Regions from separate parts of the Sus scrofa genome. Here region 1 is linked to region 2. A link is a contact called in public HiChIP or PLAC-seq data. All regions are on one chromosome and are shown on one strand. The core of a region is the stretch at or near the end of the contact, and the rest is flanking DNA. Distances in the headings are between cores, read along the strand shown. Region 1 holds the start of GFRA3 (GDNF family receptor alpha-3). Region 2 holds the start of KIF20A (kinesin-like protein KIF20A).

Region 1 (6,497 bases), core at 3,676-6,175, 81 kb after region 2:
GGGCAGCTGCAGCTCTGATTGGACCCCTAGCCTGGGAACTTCTATACGCTACAGATGAGGTCCTAAAAAGGCAAACAAACAAACAAAAAAAGTTTAGCTAGGAAGTTCCCCTGTGGTACAGCAGGTGAAGGATCCAGCGTTGCTGCAACTGCGGTGAAGGTTTGATACCTGGCCCAGGAACTTCAGAATACCGCAGGTGTGGCCACAAAAAAAAACAAAAACAAAAAAAAAAAAAACAAACCAGCTCAATGAATTTCAAATTATATACACTTGTGTAACCAGACCCCCAGACAAAGAACTAGAATGTTACTGGCACCCTAGAAGGCATCTGACAGTCACCATCTTCCCAAGCCTATAGAGTATCTTTTTTTTAATAGACAAGGCATAGATTTATTTAGAGAGGTACACATTCCATAGACAGAATGCAGTACACCAAGGCATAGATTTATTTAGAGAGGTACACATTCCATAGACAGAATGCAGTACACCAATATATTTTAAAATGTATATATGTATAAATTATATAAATAATTTATAATCTATATATATAGCTATACATACATATAATTTATAACCAACATATATAAATATATATATATATCTATATATTTTTTTAGGGCCTGAGCAGGGCTAGGGCTCAAACCCACATCCTCATGAATACTAGTTGGGTTTGTTAGTGCTGAGGCACAGTGGGAACTCCTAATATAATATCTTGATTTCTAATATTAGAGATAAAGTTTTGCCTGTTTTTCAACTACACAACACATGCTTTTGGTGTCTTGGCTTCTTTTGCTCATTATTATGATTCTAAAACCCACCCATACTGTTAAGTATAGTTGTAAACAATTTATTTTCATTGCTGTATAGCATTCCATTGTGTGACTATAATTCTAACACTGATAAGCATTATACAAGATCATCTCATAAATTTTAAATCGGATCATCTCATTTCTCTGCTTAAATCCCTCAAACAGCTTCCTCTGCACCTAGGTTAAGATCTAGTTTATGTACCTTGGCTTAAAAAGCCTACCTGGTTCCTTCCCACCTCTCTAACCTTACTTTCTGGCTCTCTCTTTCTGTCTCATTTCCTTCCATCTGCACTGGGCTTCTTTCCAGCTTCTACTGAACAAGACAAGCTTGTGTCCACCTAGCCTTTCTTTCTGTTTGGAATGCTCTTCCACCTGATCTTCACATGGCTGTCCCCTTTTCTGATAATTCAGTTCACAACTGAAGTGTCATCTCAGAAAGGTCATCCCAAGAGTTCCCATAGTGGGGCAACAGAAACAAATCTGACTAGGAACCATGAGGTTGTGGGTTCGATCCCTGGCTTTGCTCAGTGGGTTAAGGATCCAGCATTACCATGAGCTGTGGTGTAGGTCGTAGACACAGCTTGGATCTGGCATTTCCATGGATGTGGTGTAGGCTGGCAGCTGTAGCTCTGATTAGATCCCTAGCCTGGGAACCTCCATATGCCATGGGTGTGGCCCTAAAAAGACCAAAAAAAAAAAAAAGGTCATCCCAAACAACCAATGTAAAATAGTCCCTTGACTACTCTAACACAGTTATTCCAATTCTCTGCAATAGCACTTATCAGCACTTGACATTTTTTTTACTTCATTTTTTATCATCTCCTCAGCTAGGCCTTTTTTTTTTTTTTTTTTTTTTTTTAGTGCCATACCTACAGCATATGTAAGTTCCCAGGCTAGGGATCAAATTGGAGCGGCAGCTGCCGCCTATACCACAGCCACAGCAATGTTGGATCCTAGACTCATCTTCACCCTATGCTAAAGCTTGCAGCAATGGGATCCTTAAGCCACAGAGCAAGGCCAGGGATTGAACAGATTATTATGTTGGGTTCTTAACCCAGTGAGCCACAATGGGAACTCCTCCTCACAGATTATTATGTTGGGTTCTTAACCCAGTGAGCCACAATGGGAACTCCTCCTTAGCTAGACTTTTCATGTCTGTCTTACTACTACTCTGTTACAAGCTCCTAGAACAATGCTTGTTCTTTGTAGGCTCCTAGTAATATTTTAAAAATAACCAGATAACAGACACATTTTGCAAGCCACTCCTGTACCTTCTCTGGGTCCTTTCCCTCTATTTACAATCAAAGTGTCCCAAAATTAGGAGGGAGCCTCCAAGTTTAGTTAGTTCAAACTTCTCTTACAATCACATAACAATAAATTAGATTACTTATTAAAATGCCCATTTCTGAGCCCCAGTCCCAAATGACCAAATCAGAATCTCTGATGATAAAGCCTGGAAACCTGAATTTTCTTGACTTCACTGGTGAGTATGATACACCCTAAAGTCTGAGAAATGTTGCTCTATCTAATATGTAAAAAAAGGACAGGATCAGAAGTACTGAATTTTTCTTTTGCTTCAGGCTCCAACATGCCTCAACTGGGCAGCATTACTTTTTTAACTTAAAATTTTGATATTTTGTTCATCACGGATTTTTTGGCATTATTTTTGATTTTTTAAAAGAGGGGATTGGATTAAACCAGAGTTTCTCAGAGCAGGGGGTGGGGAAGAGAGAAGATAGAGCCCTTTTGGGGGGTATATCAGAATTTCCAAAGGGAATGTGTGGTTCAAAAAAGCACATTTGACAATTCTACATGAAAAAGATGAAAACAAAAACTTTTGAAATTTCAAAATTTATTTACAGAAGGGAGTTTCCCTTGTGGCTCAGTGAATTAAGAATTCAACTAGTATCCATGAGGATGCCAGTTCGAGCCCTGGCCTCACTCTGTGGGTTAAAGGATCTGGCATTGCCTCGAGTTGTGATGTAAGTTGCAGACATGGCTCAGATCTGGCATTACTGTGGCTGTGGTGTAGGCCAACAACTACAGCTCTGATTCAACCCCTAGCCCAGGAACTTCCATAAGCCGAGGGTACAGCCCTAAAAAAGACAAAAAAAAAAAAAAAAAATCTACAGAAGGCATGAGTTTTTGGTTTTGGTTTTTGGTTTGTTTTGTTTTGTTTTTTTTTGGCCACACCCATAGCATGTGTAAGTTCCCTGGCCAGGGAGAGATTTTTATCCTTACCAAAAAGAGGATATAGATTTAAACGGTTTGAGGAATGCTGAATGTTAAACACGTTACTTCTCCTGACTGAAAGAAACATAAGCAGGTCCAAGTCTCGCTCCTTTAAGTGGACTAAATATTGAGTTGTAACAATTTTCAAAATGAAAACTCTAATTTCTTAGCTGATAGTTCACCAAGTCAGAGTAAGAGTGGATTTAGAGGCACTGCAGCTCAATAAAAGAAGGTGGGGGTCATGCTAATTTTGATCATTAACAGGGTAGAACCTGTTCCCTAGACTGGTTAGTGTTTAATGTATACCTTTGATCCTGACATGCAAACATACTGGTTTTTTGTTTTGTTTTGTTTTGTTTCTGTTTTTTTTCTTTTTTGGCTGTCCCTCTGCTTATGGAGTTCCCAGGCCAGGGATCAGATCTGAGCCACAGCTGCAGCAACACCAGATCCCTAACCCCCTATGCTGGGCCAGGATCAAGGCTGCATCTGTGCTCCAGAGACGCCGCTGATCCCGCTGTACCACAAAGGGAACTCCCAGCCATATTGTTAGGGTCAGTGAAATTTCCTGGGCAGTCAAATCAGATCAGTGATGTCTTGCTACTCTGATTTACTGATGAAGTCAGTCTGGACAGACCAGTACTTTCCCTTCTGTATCTTTCTGTCAGCCAAGATTGCATTTCTGCAGTCCTGCCTTGTGGACTGAGGGCACGTGTAAATGTGTGGTCTCTGTCTCTAGATTCCCTCCAGTCAGGCTCTAGACAGGAGCCCCATAGTCAGACTCCATGTACCAACCCAACTTCCAAAGGCCCCGTCCAGGTTCCTGGTGGAATGGCATTGTTTTAAAACCAGACCTTGAACTAGCTATTAAAACAGGCCTTGAAACACCTATGGTGGATTTATAACAGGGCAAGGCACCATGCTGGGCAGCTTTCAGGGAAAGGCCATCTTGCCCAATAGTGAGTTTTATTCATTATAATTAAAACAGCAATGAAGTATATCCTGAAGAGGGGGTTTGTTGATGGTGAGCAACACAACCAAATAATGAGGTTGGCAAGTTCTAGGCAGCAGTTTCCAACCCTAATTTGTGACAAGTCAGTTCTAACAAAAACTTCTCTATTTTCATTGGTAACCAGTGTCCACCTCCCCTATCCTTACAGGCAGTGGACAGAAGCCCATGTGGAACAAATGGCAGTCCTGCTCCTGATTCTCCTACACCTCCTAGAGATGCAGTCCTGATAGTGGCCTGGCTGCAGGCTATTCTGAAGATGCACCTCAAAAGAGGGAAGAGGGAAAAGCGGAAGCGAAGAGATGCTTGGGTGCCCTGATCATGGCTGGCACTCAATCTAAAAGTTCAGACACTGGACGAGGCATGGAACAGAGCCCCTCCCTGGCACCCTGGGCTGCCTCCTCCAATTCCCCAGGCTTGGACAAACGCACACCCAGCACCAGGCAGCTGTGTGGTGTCTGAGCCCTCTCCGAGCATTGGTGCTGGGCCCTCCCACAGGTTCTCCTCCACTACCACTCACGCACCCCTCCCCTGGCCGCAGAGCGGGCTCCGTGGACTCACAGACGACACTCACCTGCTCTGAGCAGCAGTGGCAGCAGCAGCAGCAGGAGCGCGGGCGGCAGCTGTCGCGGGCTCGGGGGGCGCGCCATGGCCCGGTGTACACGCCGGGTGCCCGCGTCTGGGGCGCTCTGCCTGCGAAGGGCGCGGCGTTCCCCTCGCTTCCGCGCGCTGGAGCTCTGAGAGTCGGGATCCTCGGCCGGCACCTCCCACCGCCTTGGGCCGCCCCTCCTGGCGCGAACGGCGCCGACACGCTCCCACCAGGGTCCTGGGCGCCGCCCTCAAACTCAGAAGCGGACCACAGCACCTCTCCTACTGGACCGAGAGGGCAGCGGAGGTGGGAATAAACGAGGGCACGCGCTGGGGCTTTGGCTAGTAAGAGTGCTCCACCCCAGCCGGCCCACCTGCCCGTCCTGCCAACTTCGCTTAGAGGGGCATTCTGCCCAAGTCACGGTGGAAGCTGCGGGATGGAGCCTTGCCATCTCTGGGGTCCAGAGAGAATCAAAACAGCATTCTATCTTAGTTTCTGGAATCCAGTCCCTACCACCACCAAGGAACAACTACCCCAAATGAAATCTGGTAACATAACTTGAACAAACCCACAAAGGCTCTCGTGTTTCTAGGTTGTTTTGTTTTGTTTTTCTATTAGAATGTGCACATCTATTATTTTGTTTCTCATGATAAATACCTTCAAGGGTGAGATTCAGTTCTTATCATTAGCCTCAAGATTCTGCAAAGGTGTGTCTCAGACAGGTGAAATGGCTTTGCGGGGAGCAGACCTGGGGCCAGATCCCAGGACCTTTGCCAGAGACTATATTCCTCCAAAATTCAACCCCTTGAGTGTCATGAAGGAGGATGGAAAGTTTAAACTCCCCTTAGACTAAACTGCAGAGATCTCCCTGGACAAAAGATCACTGAGGAAGGTGGCTGGAGAGGCCACTTAGGAGCTCATCATTTTCAGATGATGCTTAAGACAGCAAGCTACTCTACCAAGATTAAACAGGTAGGAGAAACCAGGATTTCTACCCAAAAAGGTAAGGGTGTATATTGGGCTGGTTTACTGGGCTGATTCACACCCTGTTCCCAAGATAGATACAGGCAAAATGACTCAGAAGAATGAGAACTTAACAGTACTTGGAAGAAAGCAATCAAAGGAATTGCAGGGTTTCTTCCCCTAACCCTCCAACCAAGCCCTCTCCTACCTCCAGAGCCCACCTGGCAGAGGGCCAGGAGGGAGGGTACTGAGAAGTGCAATAGAAACCTCTGAGATTTACTGGCTGCTGCTTCTGAATATGGCCATCCTGCTGTGGCCTCTGGGGGGCATTTGCCGATGTAATCAGCCTAGAAAGAGAGTCATTCCAGCCAGGGGTGTAAATCACCCTTCACAAAGCCAGGAGCGAGACATGCGGCCCTAGATAAGGAAGGAGACTGATGTGGCCTCTTGTGCCCTTTCCTCCCTTCTCCTGCCCAGGGGGAGCTGATTCCTCAGCTGTAATGCACTTTAAATGGAGTTTGTGCTTCATTTTAATCTATATCTGCCCTGCCAGTCTTACAAGAGAGCTGTGAAAGTGAACATCTGGCTACTCAGCTTTTGTACAGGGTCTGTTTTCCCCCAGCTCCACCCTACCTGTGTACCTTTCCCAAGCCCTTCCCTTCAGTACAGTTAGGAAGCCTGCAGCTGGGGAGCTGACAGCCCCCACTTTCTCCTTCACTCTGGCAGTAGTTTCAAAACAGGATTTACAAGGCAAGAGGTAACAATTTCAGGTGGCTGGGATGCTAGGAAAAGGCTGAGACCTATGAATTAACAAAGATGTGGAGTGTTTAAAGGGTGTTACCTCTGCTCCCTCTCCTTCAGCAACCAAGGCAAATCAAGTTAGGGGTAGGAGCGTAAG
Region 2 (6,863 bases), core at 3,250-5,749:
TTTTATAACCTCAGACTAGGAAAGAACTTTCTAATTATGTTACAAAATCCAGGAACTGTAAAAGAAAATTATTAATAAAAAACTACATTTTTGGAGTTCCTGCTGTGGTGTAATAGGACTGGTGACGTCTCTGGAGCCCTGGGATGCAGGTTTGATCCCTGGCCAGGCACAGCGGGTTAAGGATCCAGTGTTGGCACAGCTGCAGTGCAGGACCCAACTGCAGCTCGGATCTGATCCCTGGCCCAGGAACTCCATATGTTGCTGGACAGTCAAAAAAAGAAAAAGGGAAAAAAAAACCCAGAACTACATATTGAAAGTCTTAATGTAAAAAGCAAAACCAAAGAGCATACTGGGTTTTTGGGTTTTTTGTTTGTTTGTTTTTTGTCTTTTTGCCATTTCTTGGGCCGCTCCTGCGGCATATGGAGGTTCCCAGGCTAGGGGTCTAATCGGAGCTGTAGCCACCGGCCTACACCAAAGCCACAGCAACACGGGATCCGAGCCACATCTGCGACCTACACCACAGCTCACGGCAACGCCAGATCGTTAACCCACTGAGCAAGGGCAGGGATTGAACCCGCAACCTCATGGTTCCTAGTCGGATTCGTTAACCATTGCGCCATGACGGGAACTCCGGGTTTTGGGGTTTTTTTTAATGCACCTCAAAATGCAGACAAATGGCTAATCTCCCTAATATAAAAGGAGCCACTCCTCTGCGCTCCCCAGCCCCACCCTGGCCAAATTAAAAAGAAAGACTAGTACTCTAATAGAAAAATGGGAAAAAGCAGTTTACAGAAAAGAAAATATAAGCAGTTTTTTCACACAAGGAGATATTTAACTCGCTCATCATAGGATAAATGCAAATAAAAGATATGAGAACTATTTCTCATCTTTTCTACTGTCAAAGATCAAATACACGTAACATGAACCAGAGAATAGAAAAACAAGTCTTTTAAAATATTATCAAAGGGAGTATAAATGGAAATAATCTCTGAGGAGGGTAATTTGAAATACTTAGCAAATTTTATAAACTCATATATTCTTTGACTCAGTATTTCATATCATGAGTTTATCTTAGATAAAATTCTTATGTGTGTGTGTGTGTGTGTGTTGTTTTTTATTTCTTTTGGCTGCAACCATGGCATATAGAAGTTCCCAGGCCAGGGATCAAACTCATGCCACAGCAGTAACAACACCGGATCCTCAGTCCACTGAGCCACCAGGGAATTCCCACTCGTTTTTTTTTCCTTTCTGTTGCTCCTTCCTCGTCGGCATATGGAGGTTCCCAGGCTAGGGGTTCAATGAGAGCTACAGCTGCTGGCCTACACCACAGCCACAGCAACACGGGATCCGAGCCGCGACTGCAACCTACATCACAGCTCACAGCAACACTGGATCCTTAACCCACTGAGCAAGGCCAGGGATCGAACCTGCATCTTCATGATACTAGTCAGGTTCCTTACTGCTGAGCCACAATGAGAACTCCAGGAATCTAAACATTTTAATCAGTGGCATGTGCTGACAGTGAGAGCTGAAGCTGAGAACCCACTCCTTCCCTGCTGGTCACTGCCCTGGGCTTGGGTACATTTGGGTCAGGCACACCTTGATGGTGTCCTCTGAGTTATCTTAACTCTTTCCCTGCCAACTAGTCCTATGGCAGGTTCTAAACTTGCTAAGCCACAGTGGGAACTCCCTACGTTTGACCTAAGTGCTCTTATACTATTTTTCTAACAGAAATATAAAAGATACACAGATTGCATTCTATTTCAATCTAGTTTACCTGATATTTTGTGTAAAAATTCATTCAGTTTTATATTTGAATTGAGTTATATTTAATGTCAAGCTGAGATTTATCAAATAGCATGTTTCATTTTGTCATAGGGTTTACTGGCTCAAGAACAGCTGCTACCTGGAATATCCTGGATTTATCTTTGAAAGGCTATTTGAAGAATACATAAAATTGTGGAAGTGCTAACTGTGACAAGTGATGATGCTTTCATAAACTCATTTGAATGGTTACAGAAGTAGAGATATACCATACAAACTCATATTTGTATCTTAAGTAATTAGAATGCTTAAGACAATTAAAAGGTTTCCTCGGGAGTTCCCTTCATGGCTCAGTGTTTAAAGAACCCAACTAGGATTCATGAGGATGCAGTTTGATCCCTGGCTTCACTCAGTGGGTTAAGGATCTGGCATTGCCGTGAGCTATGGCATAGGCCGCAAATGTGGCTCGTATCCCACATTGCTATGCCTGTCCTGATTCAAGCCCTAGCCTGGGAACCTCCATATGCTGAGAGTACTGCCCTAAAAAGACCAAAAAAAAAAAAAAAAAAAAAAAAAAAACCCAAAAAAAAGAGAGAGAGAGAAGAGTTTGTTCTGGTTTCAAAAAAGACCGGACACAGACAGTCCCACTTTCTGGAACTTAAATGCTGAATGCCAAGACAATTCAATAGGAAGAGAATAGTCTTTTCAACAAATACTAGGTCCTACGACAGTTGCATGCAAGTGACCCTGCCTTATAACCTCATAAAAATTATCTCAAAATGGATCAAAGATTTGAATGTGGAGAGTTAAAAGCTCTTAGAAGAAAACATAGAAGTAAATGGTTGTTAGCTGTGACACCAAAAACACTAGCCACAGAATAAAAAATAGACAAACTGGACATATCAAAACCAAAAACTTTTGTGCTGTAAGCAATACCAAGAGATAACAACAATACCAAAGAAAGTGGAAAGACAACACACAAAATAGGAGAAGTATTTGCAAATCATGTATGTGACAAGGGATTTGTGTCCAGAATAAATAAAAAATTCTTATAACTCAATAATAAAATGAAAAATAATCCAAAGGATCTGAGCAATTACTCCAAAAGACACACAAATAGACAATAAAAACATGAATAGATGCTCAGCACTCAACGGTTTCCAACAACATTGGTTCAGAAAAATGCAAATCAAACCCGCAATGAAATATCATTTTATGCCCACTAGTATAGCTATAACCAAAAAGACAACGCTCAACAGTTTCCAATACCCAAAAAAGCTGACAACCTAGATACCTTACCAATTTTGATCTCCACTCCTCATGACTGAAGACGCTAAACACAGCTTCTCTCGGATGGACCATGGCTCTGTAGGGCCAGTACTCAGCAGCTTATGTTCTGAAAGTAGAGAAGACTTATAGAAAACCACTGAGACACTAGTTCTAAGCCTCAAAGAGAAGACTAAAAGCCTAAACATCCCAACCTATAAGGACAACGTGAGCTACTATCACCAAATCTTGATTCTTCACCTTTCTAGTAAATAACCTAACTAAAACAGTGTGCCTATGGTATTTGAAGAAATAAAATGTTTTGCCTTCAAATGCCATGGGCACAATGGTTTAGTTTAAAAAAAAAAAAAGTAATGTCAGATTAAGATAGGGCAGCTCCCCGAAAGACTCAATTTTAAAAAACGCTTTATTCCAATTTGGACCTAAGGGCTTATTTCCCAGGATTCCGAGCGGCCACCTCCCCTCCGTCCCGCCTCCTTCTTAGCATAAAGTTGTTTACTTCTTTCAGTAACACCGCTCCCCTTTCCCCTGGCCGGGCCTAAAAGCCATATTCAGTCCGTGAAACAGAGATAAATGACTGAGATGCCCGAAATGTGATTTCCCCAGTGGCAGAAAAAGCTCGCGGTTAAAACTCCCCATTTCTCTGTGACTAGTGGCCTCATAAACGTTCGTCAGAAACTGAATGACTCTTTGGGATGCCGGCCACTCCTTAAGGCGCACAACGTCTCGGTCCGTCTGTAGGGCACCTTTTCAGCTCACCCCGCAGAGCTCCCCAACATACAAAGATTTCGCTGAGCTGCTTATCTCAAACCTCGGCGGCCTTACTGAGAAGACTACACTTCTAGGCCCCCGGCCGTTGGGCTTCACTACACCGTCGAGTTCAAGTCTCGTGCCCTCCCTGGGCTCTCAGGCAAATCACTGCTCCTACTCTCTATGCTGTTGCCTGGCCTCGGCTCTACAAAGACTTACCACACAAAGGCGGTGCAAATACTTACTGCCCGTCCCTGCCGCCATTTTGGCTCGGAAGTCTCCAACTCCTGAGGGAAGAGCGTCAGCGTCCGCTACGCCTTAAAAAAAGAAAGTATAAGAAAAAGAACTCTGGGAAATAGAGTCCCGGTGTTTGGTTGCGGTGCTTCCTGGGAAATGTAGTCCCCCACCCCACCCCAGGAAGAACAAGTGCCCTAAACCGGGTCTCTTGTGCGTTCCTGGGAAGGAATGTGATAAAGAACAAAACACGGCAGCTGATGCCTCAGGGTTCAAGAAAAAGTAATAAGGCGGAATTGCAGGATCACCCAACACCAAGCCTCGACAGTTGGTAACCCGGACCCACTTTTGAGCAGAGCGGTCAGGCCGGAATAAGCCGTTTCCCAGTCTCGTCTGTCCCCTTGCGCTGATTGGTAGGTTCAGGTTTCGCTATCTGATTGGCTCAACGAACGCAGCGCGTAATTTAAAACATTGTATCAGTAACAAAGGTGAGCCTCGTGGGCGGGGTTGTGCTGTCTAGCTGCGAAGGTTCAGGTTCCGTCGCGGGGTGTGAGTGAGCCGGTACCGGAGGAGACGTGCGGTGTCTTCGGTGAGTATGAGGCTCTACTGGAGCCCAGCTGCGGTACCTGCTCTTGCCCTCGCGAATTAGGCTTTCAGAAAGAAGAACTGCCGCCATCCTTTTTTTTTTTTTTTTTTTTTTTAATACCTCTGTCCTCACTGTGGGCCTGGGGGAGAGACTGAAGGAGCCCAGGGCTACTGACACCACCTCCACGACACCGGAGAGCAAGACACCGTACTTGGAGTGTGGCCTTCTGCTTTTGGAGCTGGGTGTCTGCTCATTCCTGTTCGCGGTCGGAAATGCCGCCTCAGACTGGATTAAATGATTAACTCTCTCTCTCATTTCCTTTCTCTTTGCTAGTAGTTGAAGGGAAAGAGGAGCAGGAATTCAGCCAGTGAGACCAAGTTGTCTTGGGGCCTAGGAATTGGTTCTTACTCAGAATTTGCAGCCCTTTTTATCCCATAAGGTTCTCCTCCCTACCCACTTTTGTCTCTCTTTAGATCTAGGCTTCCCCTGCTAACATGTCGCAAGGGATCCTCTCTCCACCAGCCGGCTTGTTGTCGGATGAGGAAGTCGTAGTCTCCCCCATGTTTGAGTCCACTGCTGCAGATTTGGGGTCTGTGGTGCGCAAGGAACTGCTGTCAGACTGCTCTGTCATCTCCACCTCCCTGGACGACAAGCAGCAGGTAAAGGAGTTGAATTGGCTTGGGGGCAGAAAGTCATATCCTCAGCATACTAGTTATCCCTACAAAGTAGCAGGAGGTCAAAACCCTGCATTCTTAGGGTTTGAGAGATCAACTGAAAATTAAGGACAAGACAAGTAAAAAATGTACAATTGTGTGTCTCTAAGAAATCTATTAACTGCATTGCCGTAATGAAACATTCTCAAATGCATACTCAGTTAATCCTATGAGAGAAGGCAGTAGTTAGATCTCCTTCACCATGAAGTCCAGACATATTCAGGCTTTAATATGAACCCATAGCTTGCACTTAAAAGGGGGCTTGCTTTCTGCTGAGATGTCTCAGCTGCAGCATTCTTGATGCCTGGGGCCAGATGATTCTTTGTTATAGGGGGCAGTTCTGTGCAGTGTAAAATGTTAAGCGGCATTCTTGGTCTCTACCCACTAGATGTCAGTAGCTCCTTCCCAGGACATCCAGGAAATTTGTTCTGGCATTACTAAATGTCATGGTTAAGAACAGCTCTACTCAGACATCTCTTGTAGAAGTTTTATGAGAGCAGGGCCTTTGTTAATGTCCTTCACTGTGAACTACTGGATCCTATAAGATTTCCTGCACCGGAGTAGAGAGATCTCTGATCTCTAAATATCTGTTGAATGAACTTGGTGGGTGCTATTATTAACCCCATTCTACAGATGAGGGAACTGAGGTAAAGAAAACTTAAAGAACTTGTTCAAGATCTCAGGAGTTCCCGCTGTGGCACAACAGGATCAATGGTGTCTTTGCAGTGGCAGCAATTCAGGTTTGGTCCCCGCCCCGGCACAGACACAGTGGGTGAAGGATCCAGCCATGCTGCAGCTGTGGCATAGGTTGCAACTCCAGCTCTGATTGGATCCCTGGCCCAGGAATCCAATGGGTGGCCGAAAAAAAAAGATCTCATGGTTTCTTAATGATGGAATTGGGACTGAAATTCAGGTGTGTCTGCCTCTAAGGTGCTTAACTACTATGTTTTGCCATAATATCACACACTAATTTTCATGCCATTCAGAAAGTTCTAACCCAGATAATCTGTGGTAAGCCAGGCTTTCAGGATTCTAAAACGACAAGAAAGATGATTAAGTAGTGAAAAAGTCCATGTGGGTTGGAGTGATTATGGAACCTGAGTAGCTGCACACAGTCATTAGAGGTGGAATATGGTAGTGTTAACATGATTTCCAGGAACTATTTTATTTTACTTCTATTATTTTTTTGTCTTTTGTCTTTCCAGGGCCACACCTGCAGCATATAGAGGTTCCCAGGCTAGGGGTCCAATTGGAGCTGCAGCTGCCGGCCTACACCACAGCCACAGCAATGTGGGATCCGAGCTATGTCTTTGACCTACACCACAGCTCATGGCAACACCAGATCCTTAACCCACTTAGCGAGGCCAGGGATTGAACCCTCATCCTCCTGGATACTAGTCAGGTTCATCAACCACTGAGCCACAACGGGAACTCCAGAAACTATTTTATATTTGCCCATCTGCTCAGAAGTAACTGCTGAGATTAATCTGTGGTTCTGGCCTGGAATTCTGTCACAGGTTCCATCTGAA

What was found. HiChIP or PLAC-seq counts read pairs in DNA pulled down with a chosen protein or histone mark.
Region 1: an H3K27ac HiChIP or PLAC-seq map of alveolar macrophages shows a contact between it and region 2, with 4 times the contacts expected there. The contact joins the promoter of GFRA3 here to the promoter of KIF20A in region 2. A contact is called at or near these places in 1 of 5 promoter capture datasets (liver), 2 of 47 Hi-C or Micro-C datasets (both in embryonic fibroblasts) and 1 of 2 datasets of contacts at active chromatin or transcription factors (alveolar macrophages).

What each region holds. Positions count from the first base shown.
Region 1 is chr2:140,278,302-140,284,798 of Sscrofa11.1, forward strand. It overlaps GFRA3 (GDNF family receptor alpha-3), which reads right to left and starts at 4,926. Exons shown (of 13, transcript XM_003123953.5): 1 at 4,622-4,926. The coding sequence starts at 4,697.
Region 2 is chr2:140,197,818-140,204,680 of Sscrofa11.1, forward strand. It overlaps KIF20A (kinesin-like protein KIF20A), which reads left to right and starts at 4,500. Exons shown (of 19, transcript XM_003123952.6): 1 at 4,500-4,624; 2 at 5,095-5,280; 3 at 6,852-6,863. The coding sequence starts at 5,116. It overlaps BRD8 (bromodomain-containing protein 8), which reads right to left and starts at 4,430. Exons shown (of 24, transcript XM_005661688.3): 1 at 4,382-4,430; 2 at 4,047-4,118; 3 at 3,064-3,160. The coding sequence starts at 4,065.